Linked DNA regions of Mus musculus: regions 2, 3 and 4 are each linked to region 1. Evidence: chromatin contacts called from public Hi-C and promoter capture Hi-C data. All regions are on one chromosome and are shown on one strand. The core of a region is the stretch at or near the end of the contact, and the rest is flanking DNA. Distances in the headings are between cores, read along the strand shown. Region 1 holds the start of C030034I22Rik (RIKEN cDNA C030034I22 gene). Region 2 holds the start of Vapa (vesicle-associated membrane protein, associated protein A). Region 3 holds the start of Ypel5 (yippee like 5). Region 4 holds the start of Washc1 (WASH complex subunit 1).

The links. Promoter capture Hi-C pulls out the DNA fragments that hold promoters and counts their contacts. Hi-C and Micro-C count contacts between places; a contact is called where the count stands out from the background. Capture Hi-C pulls out chosen DNA fragments and counts their contacts.
Region 2: a promoter capture Hi-C map of pre-B cells shows a contact between it and region 1. The contact joins the promoter of Vapa here to the promoter of C030034I22Rik in region 1. A contact is called at or near these places in 1 of 39 promoter capture datasets (pre-B cells) and 1 of 484 Hi-C or Micro-C datasets (CD4 T cells).
Region 3: a contact with region 1 is called in a promoter capture Hi-C map of adipose tissue, with 4 times the contacts expected there. The contact joins the promoter of Ypel5 here to the promoter of C030034I22Rik in region 1. A contact is called at or near these places in 1 of 484 Hi-C or Micro-C datasets (muscle stem cells) and 2 of 9 other capture datasets (adipose tissue and liver).
Region 4: a contact with region 1 is called in a Hi-C map of CD8 T cells, with 5 times the contacts expected there. The contact joins the promoter of Washc1 here to the promoter of C030034I22Rik in region 1. A contact is called at or near these places in 2 of 39 promoter capture datasets (the C10 cell line and pre-B cells) and 1 of 484 Hi-C or Micro-C datasets (CD8 T cells).

The regions. Positions count from the first base shown.
Region 1 is chr17:69,414,817-69,418,007 of GRCm38.p6, forward strand. C030034I22Rik (RIKEN cDNA C030034I22 gene) reads left to right here and starts at 1,631. Exons shown (of 1, transcript NR_026848.1): 1 at 1,631-3,191.
Region 2 is chr17:65,612,116-65,615,306 of GRCm38.p6, forward strand. It overlaps Vapa (vesicle-associated membrane protein, associated protein A), which reads right to left and starts at 1,440. Exons shown (of 6, transcript NM_013933.3): 1 at 1,105-1,440. The coding sequence starts at 1,183.
Region 3 is chr17:72,834,877-72,838,067 of GRCm38.p6, forward strand. It overlaps Ypel5 (yippee like 5), which reads left to right and starts at 1,752. Exons shown (of 3, transcript NM_027166.6): 1 at 1,752-1,915.
Region 4 is chr17:66,109,827-66,113,017 of GRCm38.p6, forward strand. Washc1 (WASH complex subunit 1) reads left to right here and starts at 1,720. Exons shown (of 11, transcript NM_026833.1): 1 at 1,720-1,823.

The DNA.
Region 1 (3,191 bases), core at 381-2,880:
CCCTGGGCTTGTTATCCTGGGTTCTATAAGAAAACAGGAAGAAGCAAGCAAGCATCACTCCTCCATGGCCAAAGGTCAAAATAAGATGTAAAAGATCCTTTTAACTCCTAGACCAGAACACTGATAGATACGCCTTCAAGAATGTATTGGGACAGTAATTTGTATTTTGCTTGAGGAAGCCATAGTTATCAGGAGAAAACGTACATGCAAGTCAGTATAGACATTCTTGTTAAGCTTACTTCATCTCAGTCATTATGTGCACAGGAGGGTGCAAGGATGCCTAGCACACCTCAGTAGTTTTACATACTTTGACCAAAGAGTGTGGACGTCGTGAGAGAGACCCAGGTAGCACTGCAGTTAGGCAGATCTGGGACTGGCTGCTCATGTGTGCTTGGCAGTGGCACCTATCACCCCAGCTCCCATTCTGATACCTATTTGCAGTTCCCTGAACACGAACATTTTAATTCCTCTGGACCTTTTCAACTGCTATCCTTTTGCCTATAGACCAATAATTCCCCCCCCTCACTTTATTCCTGCTGATCCGTTGGATAAACTGTCCTAGGACGCTACCCTGACTCCAACAGCTGGAATAGGCACACCTTTACACTTCCAACACTCTCCCAACTGAAGCAAAATTGCACTGAAGAGTTTCTCCCTCTTCTAGTCATGAACTCCAGGCAGCATTGCCTTTCCCATAGCTCCTCCCCCTGGTGCCTCTCAGTCTGTGCCATACACTTGTCCAACTACAGTTGGACATCAAATAACAATGTGGGCTTTGCCATGCTCTGGAGACTTTTGTATTTTCTTTCCAAGACTCACTACTGATTTGGAAAGCATAAAGGGAGTGTTCAACTTTATAGACTATGAGGAGGGGCAGGTGATAGAATCCAAGTTCAGTAAGGCAAACATTTAAAGAGTCTTTGAGAAACCATGAGGGCAGGCTCAAAGAACTAGAGAGAAATCTAATGCTCTGATTTAATCTTATATTGTACAATAGATCTCTAAGTGTGGCCTCAACTATTGCTGGAAAAATACAAATACAAGTATCTTTCCAATCAGCCTGCTGAGAGAGGTTTCAGTTCTCTTTCTATTGAATAAGCATTATGCTTGGATGCTATATGTGTAACTGGACATCTGCTGAGGTGACTCGCCCAAAGGCTAAGTTGATGGAATCCATTATATACATACTCTCAATGGAACTAGTTTTTCAGTAAAAGAACTTGACACCACTAGCTACACGGAGGCCATCCTAAATGCACCAGGCAATTTCAGTACCCACAAATTTGCTCCCTATTCAAAGTAAAAAGCAAACATCCAATCTCTCTACTGGGGGTAGATTTAGCCTGGAGCCAAGTATTCACTGAGGTAGACAATGTTCCAGAAAGCTGGGAGACAGAAGTGATAGTTTCATGATAAAATTTTATTGAGATGGCTTCCAGGCCAAGGGGGAATCCATTCTTGGTTTGTAAAAGTGTTGAGAAACTGACTTAGCCCTCAGAAGAATGCACATGAATTGCAGAGAAACACAGGAAGTGGTGCAAAGATAAAGGCCTTCAACAAGAGCTGCAATTTTCTTGGAGTATACAAAGAATGAGTTTAAACAAACTTTTTTTTTTTAACTTTTTTTCCTCTTTTCTTTTTTTCTTAAAGATCTTTATAAGCAGAGAAAAACTGCCAGAAAACAGTGAAAGGAGCACAAAATCAGAATAGGGTTGGGGGGACTGCAAAAGCCAATGGTGGTGCTAGCAAGAAGCAATTAGTTTTAGTTTAAGGGAACAAGGCAAGTGGACACAGCTCAGATGGGGTGCTCCACTCATTAGCTCTTTTTTTTTTTTCCTTTTCTCATGAAACGTTATATTCACAATTTTCAGCAGGAAACACCCAACTCGCCCAAGCTGTGTTTCCTGTGTTTTCTAAACGGTATAATACGTTATTACAAAAGAAACAATCCAAACAGCCCTGTGGAGGGGTGAGAAGTAAAGAATAGTTTTATACTTAACCAGACACCAGATTATGAGGTCAAGTCATACAGCATCGTGAGAGATACAAGGAAAAACTGAAAGTGAACGCTTTCTGCCTGAACTTCTCGATCCAAAAAACAACCTTTGAGAAGAGGATGAACCAGAATGTGTAAAACTAAGTAATTCCGGGAGGAAACCCTAAGATGACCTGAGATATTCAGTCCAAGAGGGTGGGTGACACCATTTCAAAGCCAGTCTAAGAAAGGGTGGTTGAGATGCCTCTGGCAAACCCTTTCAACTTCTGAAGGTCCCAGCGCCAAGCGACAAGGGCCCTGGGCAGAGCCAAGGGAGAGCTTGACACAGACGGCCGCGGTCACAGGGCTGGAGAGTTAGGCCCCGGGTCGTGTGGTCTGGCGGATTCTATCCATTTCCGCCCAGGACGGTAAGAAACCCCAGAGACCGAGCCGTGGCGGAGCAGTTGGTCCCCGGTGCAGGAATTCGCTGTCCTCCCAGCACAGTGCACGGCTGGGAACCCGATCAGCCCGCGTGTCAGCTTGGGGCGGAGCCAAGCCTGGTCACCACCGGAAGTGCGTCACTAGAGCGGGCCGGGAGCGCAGGCCGAACCCGGAAGCAGGCCTGGCGTAGGCTGGAGCTTGGGGGAGGCGCCGGGTCTCTGAGATTTAGTGACCGAACTGCCCGCGCGGAGAGGACTGGCGGCGGAGAACTGCAGCAAGAGCAGGAAACCCACGGGACCGCGGACGTGCGCGAGGCTCGAGGCCGTGCTGCACCGAGGGGCTCGACTCGTGGCGCCGAGCGGTCACTTCCGGCCTGCGGGGGGTACTTTTTAAAGGGATAGCGGGTATTTCCGAAGCCACGGGGGCATCGCCACGCCGCGGTGTCGCCGCTGGGGCCGGGGCTTCTGTGGGTTCTAATGATTCTGCCGTACGTGCTTTGCCCTAATTGTCAACTGTTTTGTCAAGTCCGCGTTGGCTCCAAGAGAGACCTTCCCTGACGTTTTCAGTGCCCGCGGAGTGGACAGCCCCGGCGGAGCATCTGACCGCCCGCTCCCCGGCTCCCGCTGCAGCTGTCATTCACGTCGATGATGCTGTTTTCCTTAGAGATCCGAGTGTACAAATGGACTGATGCTGCAAAGTCCGTGGGTGGGGTTGGGGTGGGGAGAGTACTTCTGCCTGCCAGGTCTTCAGAGATGGGTTTACACTTCGATGAGTA
Region 2 (3,191 bases), core at 190-2,689, 3.8 Mb before region 1:
GGGTTTACTTTTTCTCTTAGTACTGGAATCGATGTGCGCCTAAGGAAAATTGTTTTCATCAGTTCCTGAAATTAAAACGCAAGGTATTAACTTTCGGGGGGGGGGGAGGGGGGCACTTTACATTTAAAGATAGGAAGGATCACGTTTTCTCTTTAGCTCCATTCTTTTGGTTCTCCTTAAAATAAAGTAAATTGTTCTGTGTAACGTTTCGTTTCCTACACACTGAGAAGGCAAACCGCCTTGGATCTGAACAAGAATCACCAAGCCACTGTCTATCACAGTCAATGCTCCAAAGTCAACAGTTCCAGAGCTGTGTGGCACCTTAGCAGCTTTCTCGGGATACGCAGGGAAACCGCAAGCGTAAGCGGGTCACAAACGCTGAAAGAATTCTTCAGTAAAGACAGTGTGCACTCAAGGACTGGGTCCTCCGTACCTAGGGACAATCCGAGCTGACACAAGGGACCCACTACCATTAACCTCTGACCATGCATGCCCCAGCTGACGCACAGCTTTCTGCCGCGCGCCTGGGGGCCGTGCCAACACGCGGGGTCAGTCCCAGCCAGAGACTCTGCTGCCTGGTCTCCCGGCTCAGCCAGAGTCCCGCACCTGACCGGGAAAGACTCCGGGCGAGGCCGCGACCGTGAACGCCTCCTCGCCCGCGGCGGACCGCGCCTGCCCAAAGCCGCCGAACGGCGCCCACTGGCGCCCGCCGACTAGGGAGCTCCGGCTCCCAGTCGCCCTCCCGCACCGCCCGACCGCACCGCGCCGCGCCGCGGCCGCCCCTGGGGCAAGGACGCCATGCGGGCCGGCGGGCAAGGCGCGGGCGGGCTCCCACGGCGCCCCCGCGGGGCCGCAAGATGGCGGCGGAGCCCTCCGCGGCGCCCGGCGGCTCCCTCCCCTCCCCTCCGCAGCGCAGCCCAGCCCGGCCCGGCCCGGCCCGGCAGCGGCGGACGGCGAGGCGCGGGGCCGAGGGACGCAGCGGGGCCGCGGCTCCGACGCTCGGCCGGGGCGTGGGGGAGGGGAGCACGGCCCGGCCACCCCGCCGCCGCCCGCCAGCCCCAGCCCCAGCCTCAGCTCCGCTCCGGAGCGTCCCAGCCAGCCTACCTTTGAATTTGAGGTCTGAAGGAGGGTCGAGGACCAGGATCTGCTCGTGCTTCGCCATGGCCCCGGAGGCGGACGCCATAGGAGACAGCGCAGCGCAGAGCGGGGGCGCGCCCGCGGCGGCGGTTCGCTGGCGGGGGCGAGGGGACGGTGGCGGCGCCGGCTCCGCGGAGCTCTAGGACGGGGCCAGGCTCACGATTCCCGAAGCTCCGCGCCTGCTGCCGGGCCGCGGGGGTCCCGAGGGCAGCCTGTCCGCTCAGCAGCTCCGGGTGTCACAACTGACTCAACCCCACACCAGCCGCCGCGGCCACGCGCACTGCGATCCTCGGCGCCCCACGTGACGGGCCCTACGTGCCTACGTGCGCGCCCCCGCGGCCTGGAGCCCTCGTGCTGGCCCCGCCCTCCGGGCCTAACTGGGGGGTGGGAGGGGTCAACGCTGAGCTAGTGCGCCTGCGCACCTCCGACTTGGCCGCAGCTCCGGGCGCCGCGCCGCTGTCAATCTCCGTAGAGCAGGGTCGGGGGGGCGGAGCGGGGCTCTTTGCGGGGAGACGCGGTGCACGGCGCCCCGGGAAGGGGGTGTCGTTCTTGGGGCCCTGGAGCTGCGAGTGCGGGGCTGGAGCGCCGACTACGACGCTACCTCACGGCGTTCCAAGTGGAATTCCGAACGGAAGAGAGTCATGAAGCGCCGGGTACCTCGACTCCCAGCATGCCCTGTGCGGGCGGCGCCTCCGCGGTGGCTGCTGGGAACCGGGAAGGCGACCTGGGTCCGTTGGAGGCGAGTGGGTGGGGCCGCTGACGCGGCTTTTGGCTCGCCGAGGGCGTCTTGTCTGCCCTGGAAAAGAGAAGGGTTTTTGCAGGCTGCCTGGAAGCCAGGCATCCCAGGAGAGACCGCCCTTTGGGAGAGCGGCAGGGCGTGTCCCTCTGGTCTGCTGGGGATTCCTTCCGCCCTCAGCGAACGTGCGCTCCGTTCTGCCTGCTGTTCCAAGACTGCCTCCTCCCCATCTCCCTCCTGCCCAGCCAAAGGAAACACATCTCGCTCACAAGCGAACGAGTTCCAGGGGAAATCTGTGCCAGGCACAGTTTCTCTACAAGGGTAGAAACGAAATCTCTGTTCCTACAGCGTGGAGTTCACGTGCTGTATCTACAGTGTGGTTCACTTCAAACTCATACCCAAATCTGTTTGCCACATTCTCGTGCTAGGGACGAATTTTATCTGTATCACTTAGGAGAGCCTGTACCAAATGAGAAAAAAAAAAAAAAATGCCAAGCAAGTTGCTGACAGATATTCAGCCCCTTGCCAGGGTATCCAGGGACGGGAAGAGCAAACAAAACAAATGGATGTGCTGTAAAAACCTTTATTGTGTCCTATGGTGCTGCTTGAATTTAAATCTCTAGGAAGCTCCGTGCGAAACAAAGCACATATTCATGCTTCTGCCACGAAAAGGCACTCTAGATTGCTTGGAAGTAAATGTCGAAATGAGCAGTCTAGAATACAGCTAATTAGACTTTTTCAACTTGCCGCCCCGACACCTGAAAAACTTTCATGCCACTCGAGGTATATAGGATATAATAGTGGTATAAAGCAAACATTGGTCGTTTAAAAAAAAAAGTTTGTTTTCTTTCTTTGAATGCTTACTTTGTATCCTAACCTAAAAAATGAATTTTGAAAAGAAGCAGACCAAAAATCCATTTAAGACAAAAGCAAGCTTGTATGCAAACGAGATGGATTTCCTTGTTCATCTCTACGTAAAAATTATTTATTCTTGGCTGAATATTTGATATTGCTAAACACAACATTGTCAACTTTTTTTGTAATTGATTGCTATTTTGATTTTATAATTACCAATGCTGAGAATCATTTTATATAAATACCTAGTGCAAAGTGGCAAAAAAATAGATTTGGAAACATTTCAAAAATAGTTGGAAATTCTATCCCAATCACCAGCCAAAATTTTCGTGTGATTTTTTTAATGAAGTGCAAATCAGTAACTCAAACTGCAATTTTAAAATAAAAAATTCTAACACAATGCAATCCCAAGATGTATAAATTTAACATGTGCTAAGAAACAATAACAAGAAAATATTATCTT
Region 3 (3,191 bases), core at 502-3,001, 3.4 Mb after region 1:
TATTCGGGAGCAGCAGCAGGACAGTGGAAAACTGGAGACAAACATGGGCATTAAAGGTGGAATGTGTCTCAATCTAGTATTCAGAAAGAGGGAGGGCGATGGAACTGAGTGGTGGAGTACTGCCTAAAATGTATGAGACTGGCCTTGTTTCCAAATTCTGGGGGGAAATGAGGCACTGTACTTTCTTTCCTGGAATACATGTGTACCTTGATTTAAGACAGTGTCAGTCACTGTAGCAATTCCTGATGCTCTTGCCTCGGCTTTCCAGAGTGTCATGACAATAGCTATAGACCAGTGTACACAGCTCTAAGTTTAACAGTCTTGTATTAAATAAAAATAAAGGGATTATAAGAATCTCCCAATATACCCCAAAATGCTTTTTTTCCTCCAGCAAAATTCTCTTTAATCTAAACATAGTCTTTTATCTTTGATGGTCAGAGTAGCTTTTTGTTTTGTTTTGTTTTCTCGAGACACTATGTAGCTTTGGTTGTCCTGAAACTCACTCTAGACTAAAGGCATGTTCTACAAAACCAGGCCACAGTAACTCTTTATTTTATAAATGAATGAAAAGTACTGAAGGATTTAGGGTTAAGTATCAGGGTTTTGTCAGAACACATATTCTATGCTACAAATTTCAAGTGCTAGTATATATATATGTGTATAATTTATATATTTTATGTTTATTTAATACATGAAATATTTTGAGGTATTTCTGTCATCTTTATGGACAGCCAACAGAGATTTAATTACCTGGGAAAGCCAACGGAATGGCAAAAATTTTCCAACTTATCTTAAACATGGTGAGGGAGGGCTAAGGGGACAGCTGTCTTTTTCAACAAGACAGTTGATCTCCACATAAAAGACTTAAGTTTTTGAGAATTACTTCAACGGTCAAGAGAAAACTTGGGCCGGGCGTGGTGGCACACGCCTTTAAGCCCAGCACTTGGGAGGCAGAGGCAGGCGAATTTCTGAGTTCGAGGCCAGCCTGGTCTACAGAGTGAGTTCCAGGCTGTCCAGAAACCCTGTTTCGAAAAACAAAGAGATAGAGACAGAAACAGAGAGAGGGAAGAGAAGAGAAAACTTGGAAAGTTTGTAAATAGAACCAAGCACGCTGAAAAAAACCTTGTTTACAATGAATTCCTATATACCGAGACACAAAGAGTTCGGGATTTGTTTAAGGCAATTCGTGTAAGCCAAGAGAAAGTGGCCTGATGGGATGGTAAAACGGGCATTTCAACCTAGGTAGCCCTTTAACCTCAATACCAGCGTTGACTAGAAAACAGCCTCTTGTTTTCGCTTCTTCTAGGCTTCCTTGGCTATCAGGAAGCTATGGCCTCAGCCGCCAGCAGGTGACGCCGATGACGGGCAATGAGTCCCAGCTGCCGCAATTACCAAGGCTGAGGCGTCTCCTTTAAGAAGCTGACTCACGTGGATGCTGTGTTGTGTGCGCTCAGCTGGGAGTGGGGGGCGGGTCCTCACTCTCACTACATTGGCCGCCTCGGCCGAGGAGGCAGACTTAGCCTCCTTGATTGGCCGTAAGGATGCAAGGTGTCGAATTAGAGGCGGGGCGAGCGGCGAGGAGTCCGCCCATCCGCTGCGGCTTCGGGGTGGGGTGGGCGGCGGAGTGTAAGCGGGCAAGGGTGGGGGGAGGGCGAGCCCGAGAAGGGGCGGGGCCCGGCGGAAGGGGCAGAGTGCCAGGGAGAGGGGCGGAGCCTAGAAATGAAGGGCGCTGCGGGCCAACCGGGAGAGCCGCCTGAAGGGAGGGCGGGGCCACGCCCGGTGATTGACGCCGAGGCCCGACCGAGGAGAGGCGGGGCCAAGGCCTGACTAAACCTGAAGACTTGGGAGGCCGAGGTGGGCTTCGACCCAGCTGAGGAGCGAAGAGCTGCTGGCAGCGCCGATTCCCAGCACGCCGGTGAGTACGGCGGTGGGCGCCGGGATCGGAGTCGGCTGGGGCTCGAAGCCCTTGGGCCGGCGGCTTCGAAGCCTTCGGGGAGCGGCCCGGGGCGGGGGCCCAGGCAGGAAGTGCCTCTTCCCCTTCTCCACTCGTCCAGGGTCCTGGCCGGGCCACCAGGGCAATTCTCAGGACTGTGGGGCCGTGGGGCCGCGGGGCCGGGCCGGGCGGTCCTTCTTTGTGAGGCTGTGGCGCGGCGGCCGCCGCCGACCCGCCCCCGCCGCGCAGCGGAGCGCTCCGCGAGCCCACAACAGCCGCGACCCCCTTAGCGACCCGCGGCCCCCGCCCGCCCGCCGCCCTCGGCGCCTGTCGCCTGGGCCGCCGGTCCGCAGACAGCTCTCTCCGTGACACCCCCACTTCCTAGGCCGCCCCGCCCCCACAGCCGCCGTCCCCGCCGCAGCGTCGGGGGCGCGCCCGGGCTCCGATTCGGGGCCGGCCCGCGGGCCCGCGCTCCAGGGCCGCGCTCGCACCCCGCCCGCCCCGCCGCTCCGGAGGCTCGACTCGTGCTCGGGTGTCTGGGCTGTGGGCCGTGCCCGCCTCGTCGGTGCTAGCCCCTATCACGCTGCCCTCTGGACCCTGGGCGTGGGGAACACTGCCCGGTAGCCTGCGGGTGCCGAGCGCCCGGTCGCCCGCGCCTGCCCAGCTGTTCCGCCTGTGTTTGTTGTGCCGAGGAGGCCCCGCCGCCGCCGCCGCGCGCTCCGCCTTGCGCCGGGCGATTGGCTGGAGGGAGTCACGTGGGCGCGATCAGCTGGGCCGGCTGCGGGCGGTCGGCTTGGCGCAGACCCCGGTGCTGCTCGGGGAGCGGACCGGGAGGCTCTTTCCTGCTGGCTGCGGTGGGCACGCTCCTGCACACCCCGTTACTCCACGCTGCTGTGCAGGTTGGTAGGAAGCCTGAGTGTTGCCAGCGGGAGTGGGAAGCCGCAGTAGTACCCAGGTCTGTTTCATCCGGACGCCAGACTGATCTCCTTTTGGAGTGACAGGAAGGAAAGGTGTGCGACTCATTTATTTTTTATTTTTAAACTTTTTGTTTCTGTTTCCAGAGCCCTCTTGGAAATCTTGAGGATTTTTATTTCTGGTGGCTTTTGACAGATGGAAAATCTGAAAGTAATTTCAGGCTTGCCTTGCTTTTGGAAAATAACTGAACTTGGCTGGTTCAGGTCAACCGACCTTATCAGATCGGTTTTTTTTTTTTTTTTTTTTTTTTTTTTTTTTTGCATAGCCCCATAGGCGGGATTGC
Region 4 (3,191 bases), core at 470-2,969, 3.3 Mb before region 1:
TCTGGCTAGGGAACAACAGCCTGGGAACACACATCTCCCAGAAAAACGCCAAAACGTCTTGGCGTGTGCACGTGCACGTGTGTTACCAGACTATTAATTTAAAAACCTAAATATAGCTCGGTGTGGAGGTACAAACTTTTAAAATCCCAGGACTTGGGGAAGAGAGGCCAGTGGAGTTCTGTGAGCTTGAGGCTAGCCTGGTCTACTTAGCCAGTTCCAGGACAGCCAGGGCTATATAGTATGATTGTTTCAAAAAAAAAAAACAACCAAACTTTAAACCTTTTGAACATGGAGCCGGAGGAAAGCAAAGGAGAATGTCACCACCATTGGGGAAGCATGTCACCACCATTAGGGAAACATTTCACCATCATTAGGGAGGCTAGCTTGTCGATCGTTGAGATCCTAAACCAACCCATTCCCACAGTGGGATGAAGGTGTGCCGGGCACAACAACAGCATTGGCTCCGGGTGAGGGCACTGAAGGCTGTGCACCCACCCAGTCCTTCATCATCTCTCTGACCTCAGATGGTAAAGACTGATGCAGGAGGACTGCCCCAGACCCCACGAGAGGACAGGACAACTTTGTATGATTATTCCCTATCACATTGTTACCAACCCTGCTTGCAAGAGCTTTCTGCCTTCCAGAAGACTCCCCAGCTGCCAAAGAGGGAGCCCCTCCCTCCCCCACAAGCACATAGCTCACAACTTCCCCACGGCACATTGCTTTCAACATTAGATGGCCACAACACTAACTGACAGAGACCCTGCATAACCTGGCAATATGTAGGATCCTGGACATGCCCACTGTGTCTTCCTGTATGTGGTGTGTGTGTGTGTGTGTGTGTGTGTGTGTGTGTAAGGGTATCCAAAGAAGACAGAAGGGAGCACTGGATCATGCTGAAGCTGGAGTTACAGGTGACTGAGTAGATCAAAGTGGGTGTTGCAACCTATCTTGGATCCCCTGCGCCAGTAGTTAGTACTCTTAACTTCTGAGCTCTTTTTCCAGGTCCTGTACACATACATCTTTAAAATCATTTCCTGGTTGCTATGGCAATCTTTGCAGGCCTAGTGCTGCTCCCAGCTGTTTTTTGGCCGTGGGGTGGGGTGGATTTCTGTCAGCAATTCTTATGTGGCTGCTGACCGACTAAGAGCTCATCAGCTGTGGGCTGTCTGTGGCTTCTTTGGCCCTACGGCTTTGGCTTGCTGCCGGTAAGAAGGCTGTCTGAAAACTAGAATAAGGGATGCGGTAGTAGGGGAGACTCATCTGCCCCCAACACTCTCAAAACACACACACACACACACACACACACACACACACAGACTGTCCATCTACAGCACTGCTTTCTCATTCCTAGTAAGCAATATTCCAGTTTGTTTCTACGCAGAACTTGTGTACTCCAGGTCAAATCATACCGTATCTGATCGCTTCTACGTTGATTTTTTTTTTTTTTTTTAAGTTGGAGACTAAGGGACTTTACCTTTAGAGGTAAACACAGGAAAGGTAGGATCTTCTAAAAGATTAATTAAGCCACTGAAGTATGCATGGCTGGAACAGAGCGGGCGTTTGGAGAACTTCCACTTGATGTCCTATATAGTGCATATGTAGTGTGAGGGTTTCTTGGAGCCGGTAACAGGAGAGACCTGAATCTCCCAGACAGGAAAGGTTAAGCACAGAGTGTGGGGCGGCTTCCTGGTCTAGGCCCCGCCCACCAGCAGCCCGGAGAGCCGGAAGTCGGAGAGCCGAGCTTACAGTGGTGGACGCTAGGACCTGGGAGTGCGGGTCACCGGGGGGCGGGGACGCTCACGTGAGGACGCCGCCTTGGGGTAAGTGTGCAGGGTGGGCGAGGGGCGGACTGGGAGCGCAGGACCGGGAGGAGGCCGCGACCCTGCCGCCCACCGGCTGGAGGCGAGTGAGGGCTCCCGGGCGGGACGGGCCCGGACGGACCGGGAAGGCGATGTAGGGATCCGGCCTGCCGCTCCTCCCACACCCTGCAGCTCCGGCTGCAGAGAAGAGGCCCCGTGGCTTCCTGAAGATTAGGGGGAGCAGGGCGTGGGAGGACAACTTGCACGGTGCGGGTGGGTTGTGCTGAGCACTTTCGAAATTACGAATTACACTGGTGACACGCACATATGGGGGGGGGGGGTTGGTGATCTGGGTTAAGCACCGATCACTTAGAAACATTTCACTTATGCTAAACAACAAGCACGGTCTCTGTCAACATAGATACTTGACAGGCATGTGTGTGTGTAAGAATGTATAAGAGAGGAATGTTTATGTATTCATGGCATGCATGACAAGTGAAAAATAAACAGAAACGATTGGAGGCCAAGGTAGAACTGTAGTCATTTGCTGGAGGGAGGAATTATTTTTGTCTCAGAACAAAACTCACGACTTACAGTAAATTACGTTTACTTCTGAGCTATTTATTATTTCCCCCCACAAGTAGAGTGGCCTTCAATCCATTTTAGATGGTTTGGAAAATTCCCCTTGTGGGCAGGACCGAAAACAGGCATCTACCCACTCCTTACAGGGCCCCAAATGACAACCCAAAGTACAAGTCCATCAAAGGGGTTCCTTGGGGGAACCCCTGAGTTTACTGGGTTTACTTGCAGAATGCGGGGTTCCCAGAGCAGCAGAATCACCAGAAAATCCCCCTGCATAGATGATGAGTCCCCCTTACTAGTATGGACACTGAGGTTACTAGGTGTTGTGCACTTAGGGCAGAATTATTGTATATAACGGGCAGAAGGTGCAGAGGGGAGGGGCAGAACATGACCCACACCATGAAAGGATGTCAGTAGTCCACAGGCCTATCTTGAACTTCACTTTGGAAGTGACACTTGTCCCAGTGGAGATGGTTAGTGCTCAGAGTGTCCTGCACGGTGACACTCCAGACTTTTCCAGTGAGAGCCATCAACGTCTTTGCAATAGCGATGCCTAGTTCCAGAGTTTATTGTGAACATGAGCAACGATGCTGTATGAAGCTGGGGCTCAGGGCAGAATCTCTTGTCTTTCTCTTCACATCAGGACCCCCTGAGTAAACACAGGGCAGGGTATCAAGCAAGATGTCTGTCAGTTAGGGGACACACACACACACACAGATCTTAAAATGGTTTGCATTTTTGTGTATGAAATGACCAAACATACTGATTGATAACAATTTTGAATTAGATAATTGATTCGCAGCCAGT